2 separate regions of the Ovis aries genome follow, and region 2 is linked to region 1. Evidence: chromatin contacts called from public Hi-C data. All regions are on one chromosome and are shown on one strand. Each heading gives the region's core, a stretch centred on a gene start, on an enhancer-like site or on the middle of the called end of the contact. The rest is flanking DNA. Distances are from core to core; before and after follow the strand shown. Region 1 overlaps LOC106991099 (a long non-coding RNA gene). Region 2 overlaps LOC106991099 (a long non-coding RNA gene).

Region 1 (3,422 bases), core at 493-2,992:
ACGAAGCTCCAGGCCCAGAGCGAAGGCGCAGAAGTCAAGGTGGATGGAAGGAAGCCTCGCCTCACAGAGCAGCTGGCTGAACTCTCCTTCCTGCCCACCCTCCAGATTCCGCAGCAGGACCCACCCACCTGTACTGCACACCCTTTTTGACACGTACCCTGAGTACTGTCCAGAGTCTAGGACTCAAGAATTACTTCCTGATGGACTTAATTACTTATTTAGCAGGAGATATGGCAGAAGCACATCCTGGAGTGTCTGTTAAGTCAACTGTACTTCTATTAAAAAAAAAAAAAGACCAGGGAGGAAGAAAGACGTGTGTTACTGTCTCTCTGTGGGTATGAGGCGTTGCGCTGGCCACTGTGGGCAGTCAGAGGGAAGGCCTTCGGGGCCTGCACGGGGCTGACTGTCCAGCTGGGGAGAAAACAAGCATGCAGGCCACATCGGGGACGAGATAGCCGGGGTGATCATGTCACAAGGCAGCATGTGATTAATTGCCAAACAAATGGCTCAAGAACATGGTGGTGATTGAATGTGATAATGTATGTCCAAGTGCCCCACCCCTCAGCACTTCCGGGCGCAGCGGGCCCTGCCGTCTTTCTCTCTCACCCAGGAGTAACCCCGTTGATGCATTTCATACAGCACAGGTACTCAGCCAGTCGGGCCAAGTCCTTTGAGCTCAGATCCCGGCCCCCAGCGCCTCCTACCCTTGAACCCAAAGCTGCAGAGATGCTCAAGAGAACGTGCCATCTTGTTTCTGAACAACCCACCTCCCTCCCTTGTCCAACCTTGTCCCTCCTTTAAAACCCTCCTCTTCCTTTAAAACCCAGCCTAGAGTTCCTCTATAAAGCCTGCTGAGCCTGCAGAGCTCCTTGCATGTGCTCGACGGCAATGCGCGCACGTGAGTCTCCTGCGGCAGGAGGGAGAGAGGTAGACTCCTGCCGCAGGGTCCTGTCTTTTCTCCTCACACTCTGAGCACAGGTCCCTTAAGTGTTTGTCACTGACCGAAACACATTAGAGCCTGAGTGCACATCAGGTGGGTTTGCAGTTGAGACCTAAGTGCTGGTGAGTGCAGAAGGTGACATGCCCAAGTGGCCCAGGGAGGCCGTGTAAAGTAGGGAAGGTTGAACTGGACCTTAAAGGTTCAGCTCAGAGAAAAGGCAGAGAACGAGGAGAATCCGAGGTGGGATAGCCCTGTGTCTGACTGCTAGCAGCCCAATCGGCCTCTCAAAACAGAAGCACAGAGAGGGAGCGAGCCCTGCAGGGCAGAGTGCTGGGGGCGGCTTATTTTAGCTGGAGCAGAGGTTTTACCTAAGGGAAGGCAGGAGGCTGCCCTGGAGGAAGGGTGGACGTAAGAGATGGAAGGTGATGGGCAGACCTCAAATGCAGTGGGGGTATCTTGCAGCAGTGGGCACCCTTTATTGCCTGTGAAAGCCATGGTGATCTGATCAAAGTGGTGGTGAAAGTGGGAGCTGTCCCATGGCCCTGCCCTCATTTTAACACCATGGCCCAAGGCCCACCGTCTCGGTGCTGCCCGAGACGCTCAGCACCCAGGTGGGAAGCCCCTCCACACACACAGCCTCTCCTGGAAATGCTGGGCTTTCTGTAAACAAAGGCTCTGCTTCCGGCACTGCCCTTGACCTGGCTCTGAGCTGTTGATTCTTTGAGTCCATTCAGCTCTGCCCTGTCCCTGTACCCTCATGACTGGCAGTGACCCGGAAGGTGGCAGCGCCCCCGCAGCAGGTGGCCTCCAGAGCTGAGTCACCGCCCTGGGAACAGTGCCCTGGCGAGGCCGGCCCAGGCAAACCGGGGAGGCCTCCCACCCCGCCTTGCTGTGCAAGGATCTCAGGGCACCGTCGGTGCTGCCGAGAAAGGGATCCTTTATGTGTCCTGGGTGTCATCAAGCTGATAGGAAAAGTGAAACTGAGGCCCCGGGAGACCAAAAAGGAGACTGTCCTGATGGTCCTTCCTGGCTGGTGTCTTTGGCAAGCGCAGAGGGCTTTTCTCAACAGTTACAGGGGCTGTGGTTGTTTTAATTGAACAGACACAAATTATCCATTGATGGATATCTTTAAGAATGGAATGAAGAGGTTTTGAAAATGTTGGCTTACGATTCTGTTTGACCTTGTACAATAAGAGCGCTCAAGGAATAAAATGACATGGAGTGATAGGATACCTAAGCTGCCAGTATCCTTAGAAATGAGCAAATGAGGTTTAAGGTTTCTTTTTCTTTTTTTTTAAGTTTTCTATATCATTCTTAGATACTCTGGTGGATGTTGTTTTTAAAAATTACGGTGCTTTCATTTCATCCCAGAGAAGATAAAAATGCAATGTTACTCTTGAAAGGAAGGGTTTTTTTTTTTTTTTTTTAGTCTGACTTGTTTACTACACCAATGAATAGAGATGACCTCAGTCTAAAAAAACCGAGTTAACCATAATCTCACTCCTTGCCTGGCAAAATAAGCCTTTTTCAAGTAGCTAGAGAAGTGCAAGTCTGACCACCAAGTCGTCATTTCAACTGATTAGATTTTCCAAAAGACAAAAACAGAAGGCTGTCTACATGTTCACAGCTGAACAGTGGCTCTCGGGAAACACTCCCAGCTTACTCAGTTCCTATAAGGCCATGACAAGTCTGGTGACGATTAATCAGACACTGACCAAATGCAAAAGCTCTACACGGTTAGCTATGTCGTGACCACTGTTTGAGTTTTCACAGTCAGAGACCACATCGCTGGCTTTCCGAGTATGCAGTTCTTTACCTTTAAAGGCTTAATTTTTTACGCTTTATACACTGTGAGCCTCGTTATTCTCTACTGCTGAGGTGCCCCTGAAGGCAGAACCCCAGTCGTTTTCTTGGGCAGGTTGTCTTGAGCACTGGGTGTATTTCCTTGCTCTGACAAGCCTGGGACAGTTTTCAGCAAGGCCATGGAACTCACTACTTAGTTGCCAAAGATGCTGTGAGCTGTGACTAGGAAGTTGGGTTTTCCCTATTGTTTTATTTTCTGTGAGCCACACAAAAAAATATGGACAGTCAAAAGTGTTCCCAGTTTCTCTGAGGCAAGAAGAACTGAGGCGAATTCTGCTAGAAGCCAGAACCATGTCCCGATTCCTACAGCCTCAATAAAGGCCAAATCAAAACAGATTTGAAAGCTAGTGGCCAGTTGATTGTAGGATCCATTCCAGCCAAAAAGAATCTCTAGACTCACTGGATTGGGGCATGTGGTTTAGGGGGAGGATTTTTTAATAAGAGCGCAGCTTTATTCTTTTTGACCAGTCTGGAGGGAGAACCAATCTATTTTGTGGGTAGAGATTGGAAGAAAAAAAACAGCAGTGACTTTCTGGTGACTATACAGAAAGATTAATGAGCACTGGCCCCAAGCTCGGCCTGCCCGCCCTTAAGGAAGCTGGCATAGGTACCAGCCTGG
Region 2 (3,422 bases), core at 302-2,801, 95 kb before region 1:
AATATCCTCCTATATAAGAAATCTGTGATCCTACTCAGCTGCTGTTTGACTTCCAGTCTTTTCCAGCAAGAACGATGATTTTGAAATTGTAAGAGTGCAGAACTGCAGCAGTGCCCTGAGAAGTGTAGTTCAGTGTGGGGGGAGATAGCCTTTGATGACTGTTACAAATTAATGGTGCTGCATGGAGCTGGCAAGTATCTCAAAAAACCCCAGTGTTGACTAAATGTTGAAAAATCATACAGAATTTAAAAGGGGGTTGAAGACAGGAGCGAAACAAGCTTTGTCCAAATTTTAAGTAAAGCAAGAGGTTCTGGAAGCCAAACAAATGCTCTGGCTGTTGATCACCAACAAAACAGACAGTTAAATAGATGTTTATGAACTTTAAGGAAAGTAAATGATTTTAGTAGGTCCAGTGCGAGTTCATGAAGGACAAATAATAAAAACTAACTTTTAAGAGTTCACATGTTAAGGGTGGTTGTTGACATATTTTGCTTTGATTTTACCAAAGCATTTGACCAAAAATTCTGTGAAGACAGTTGTGTGTTGATTAGATCAGTGGTTTCCTTCCCTGGTGGTTTAGGTGGTAAAGAATCCACCTGCAGTGCAGGAGACCTGGGTTCAATCCCTGGGCTGAGAAGATCCCCTGGAGAAGGGAATGACAACCCACTCCAGTGTTCTGGCCTGGAGAATTCCGTGGACAGAGGAGCCTGGCGGTGTGCAGTCCATGGGGTGGCAGAGTCGGACAGGAACACACCTGAGCCGCTCTCACTGTCCTTTTCGCCTTCTCTCCCTTCCCTGCCCCTCCCTACCCCTTGCCATATCCTCACCTTCACTCCATACCTACTGGAAGGGAGTTGCCGAGAAAGGAGCCTAGGAAAACTGTATGTTCAAAAAGCTCATCCAGGTCTCCTGCAGCCGCTCCGGAGACTGGGATTTGAGAAAAACTAACAGAAGTTTTTAAACTTTTGTGGAGGCAGAGAATCCTTTCATCAAATGAAATGAAACTATCATATAAAAAAGAGTGGTATTTACTTGTACTTTACCTTTTTTTGGAGTTTACATTTATAATGTTTACTGAAGAGTCACTAAGAACAATGACACCCTTAAGATATAATGAAAAAACTTTAAATCAGGTTGATGATAACTATAATGGCTGTATTCACATTATCAGCTGTGTTGAATAAAGTTGTATACTTTGCTTTAAATGCGTAATGTTTTTTTAAAAATCTGTTCATATAGATGATTACTTCCAAATTGTAACAGGGGGGTTTTGCTTTGGTTTTGTTTTTAAACAGCTTGCCTTGGGATCCCAGGATGGTTTTTGGCTCGGTTAGTCTAAGGTAGGGAATATTTGTTTCAAAACTGTAACCCGTAACTAAACTTATGGAAACAATTGCTCACATTCCTTATCATAAATCTAAAGTCATACAGGAAGCATCTAATTCTTAGAATAAATATTTACCCTCTCTCAAGCAGGGTATTATCACAGAGGACTTTCTACTGTGATGAAAGCAAGGCCATACAGATGCCCCATGTGCCTCACCCGCAGTTAATGGCAGCCGACGCTGGGGTGCGGTCTGTGTTCATGTACTTGCTTGAGCAACCTCTTGAGAGCAGACTGTGCACATGGTATTTTTCACACGATCAGGACGGAGCTACAGCTTCCCTTTCCTGTGTCACACTTACAGGATGTCCACATGTGCGCATGGTGGGGCCAGGGGGGCCTGCTGCAGGGACCTCCTGGATGTTCACACAGGGTCTTTGGCACATGACCCTGTGTATATGCAGTGATTGCAGTGTCTTTTTTTTTTTAATTATAGCTTCTAAACTATCCAAATTATATTTGAACATTAGAAACAGATGGTGGTATATCCTTGGAGCACTTTCATAGGAGTCTTTTCAAAAACATTAGTCTATATTGACTGGGAGCTGATTTATGTTAGGAAAAATGCTTTGTTCTCTGAAATACAGAGATAGTTGGAGACAGCCAGGTAATGCAGACGAGAAAAAAAAATACCTTTCATAAAATGTGTTTATGTGCACAAAGAGCAAAGTAACTTTGAGTACAAAGTGGGGAGCGAGCTCTTCTGGCCAGGAAACCAGGGAAGGGTCCCTGGGAGAGAAAATAATTGTGGAGGACATACAGGACTTGGGTATGAGAATGTTAGGGAGAAGGAAAGTCATGTCGATATCACTGCCCTGTTAGATTACCTTTTTCGTTAACGCATTAACTCTCTATACATTTAAAAACAGAATCCATTCTTAATAAATTCAAAGTTAGGATCCTTTTCATACTTAAATATGCCTGGAGTTTCTTTCAAAGTTGTTAGCATGAGACAGGGATTTTCTTGTTCTGTAGATCTTTTCAGGCTTCCTAGGTGGCTCAGTGGTAAAGAATCCACCTATCAATGGAGAAGACACAAGAGATGCAGGTTTGATCCCTGGAGAGGGAAATGGCCACCCACTCCAGTATTCTTGCCTGGAGAATCCCCATGGACAAAGGAGCCTGGCAGGCTGCAGTCTGGGGGGGTCACAGATTGGGATACGACTTAGCAACCCCACCCACCCCTTTCCAGGGATACTTTTGCCCAACTTGGCTGCCACTTGAAGACCTACCTGCTTCATAAATGTGCGCTAAGCCTGACCTCTGCAAGAGTTATGGCCATTCAGCCATTCACTTGCTCACCCACACTGGCATATTGAGCACCTGTTTATGTGCTGAGTCCTAGAGAGTCCTAGGCACCCCGCAGAGAACAAGTCCACACTGGACAGGTGAACCAGATGCCTGGAAACCACCTGAAGTTCTTATCATTAAACTTACCATTGAAAAGATAACAACGCAACTTTCACTACCAACTGATAATAGCATAAAGAGTACACCTCCCAGAACTTTTACATTTTAACAGGGATCAAAGCTTGGAACTGCTTCTAATCAGGCAGCCCGGGAATTGTGGTTTGAGCTTTGGGATTTTTCCAGCTTATATGGCTTTTTGAGCGGCAGGGTTAAAGGTGGAGACTGGCTCTGATAATATTCCTCCCAGGAAAGTAGCTTTAAGAAACCCCTACTGCAGAGGAAAACTCAGCTAGATATCCCATAATGGAAAATAGCTCTTGTAATTTTACCTTTTCAAGGGGCTAGAGAGCTAAGCACAGAGAGTAGTATCGCCTAGGGGAGGTGCACAGGGCACCCTGCTGTTGGTCATTGGGCAGGTCACTTACCCTCTGGATGCATCCAACAGGTATGATAATGGTAATAGTACCCCCCTCAAAGAACTGTTGAGGGTCAGAGAAGTTAATATATACAGAGCATTTAGAATTGTGCCTGCCATCGAGGAAGCATTATGTTAAAGGTAGCTATTATTTCTCTCAGCTCTGTGTTTTTGCAGTGTGTTGATTTTCTGAGAACGTGTAGGGGACATACA

Evidence for each region. A called contact is a pair of places that touch in the nucleus more often than the background predicts.
Region 2: a contact with region 1 is called in a Hi-C map of liver, with 5 times the contacts expected there. The contact joins two enhancer-like sites. A contact is called at or near these places in 10 of 16 Hi-C or Micro-C datasets (blood, hypothalamus, liver and 5 more).

Annotation. Positions count from the first base shown.
Region 1 is chr4:96,302,926-96,306,347 of ARS-UI_Ramb_v3.0, reverse strand. All of the region lies in intron 8 of LOC106991099 (a long non-coding RNA gene), which reads left to right. Among named protein-coding and RNA genes, the nearest start is that of MIR29A, 14 kb to the right of the region's middle. Within about 2 kb of position 1,742, at least 29 of the 54 cell types and tissues checked have an H3K27ac peak or open chromatin away from gene starts, as enhancers often do. A contact at or near this core is called in liver, where this site is marked.
Region 2 is chr4:96,398,085-96,401,506 of ARS-UI_Ramb_v3.0, reverse strand. All of the region lies in intron 4 of LOC106991099 (a long non-coding RNA gene), which reads left to right. It overlaps LOC132659707 (a long non-coding RNA gene), which reads right to left. Exons shown (of 3, transcript XR_009600446.1): 3 at 2,015-2,402. Among named protein-coding and RNA genes, the nearest start is that of MIR29A, 110 kb to the right of the region's middle. Within about 2 kb of position 1,551, at least 9 of the 54 cell types and tissues checked have an H3K27ac peak or open chromatin away from gene starts, as enhancers often do. A contact at or near this core is called in liver, where this site is marked.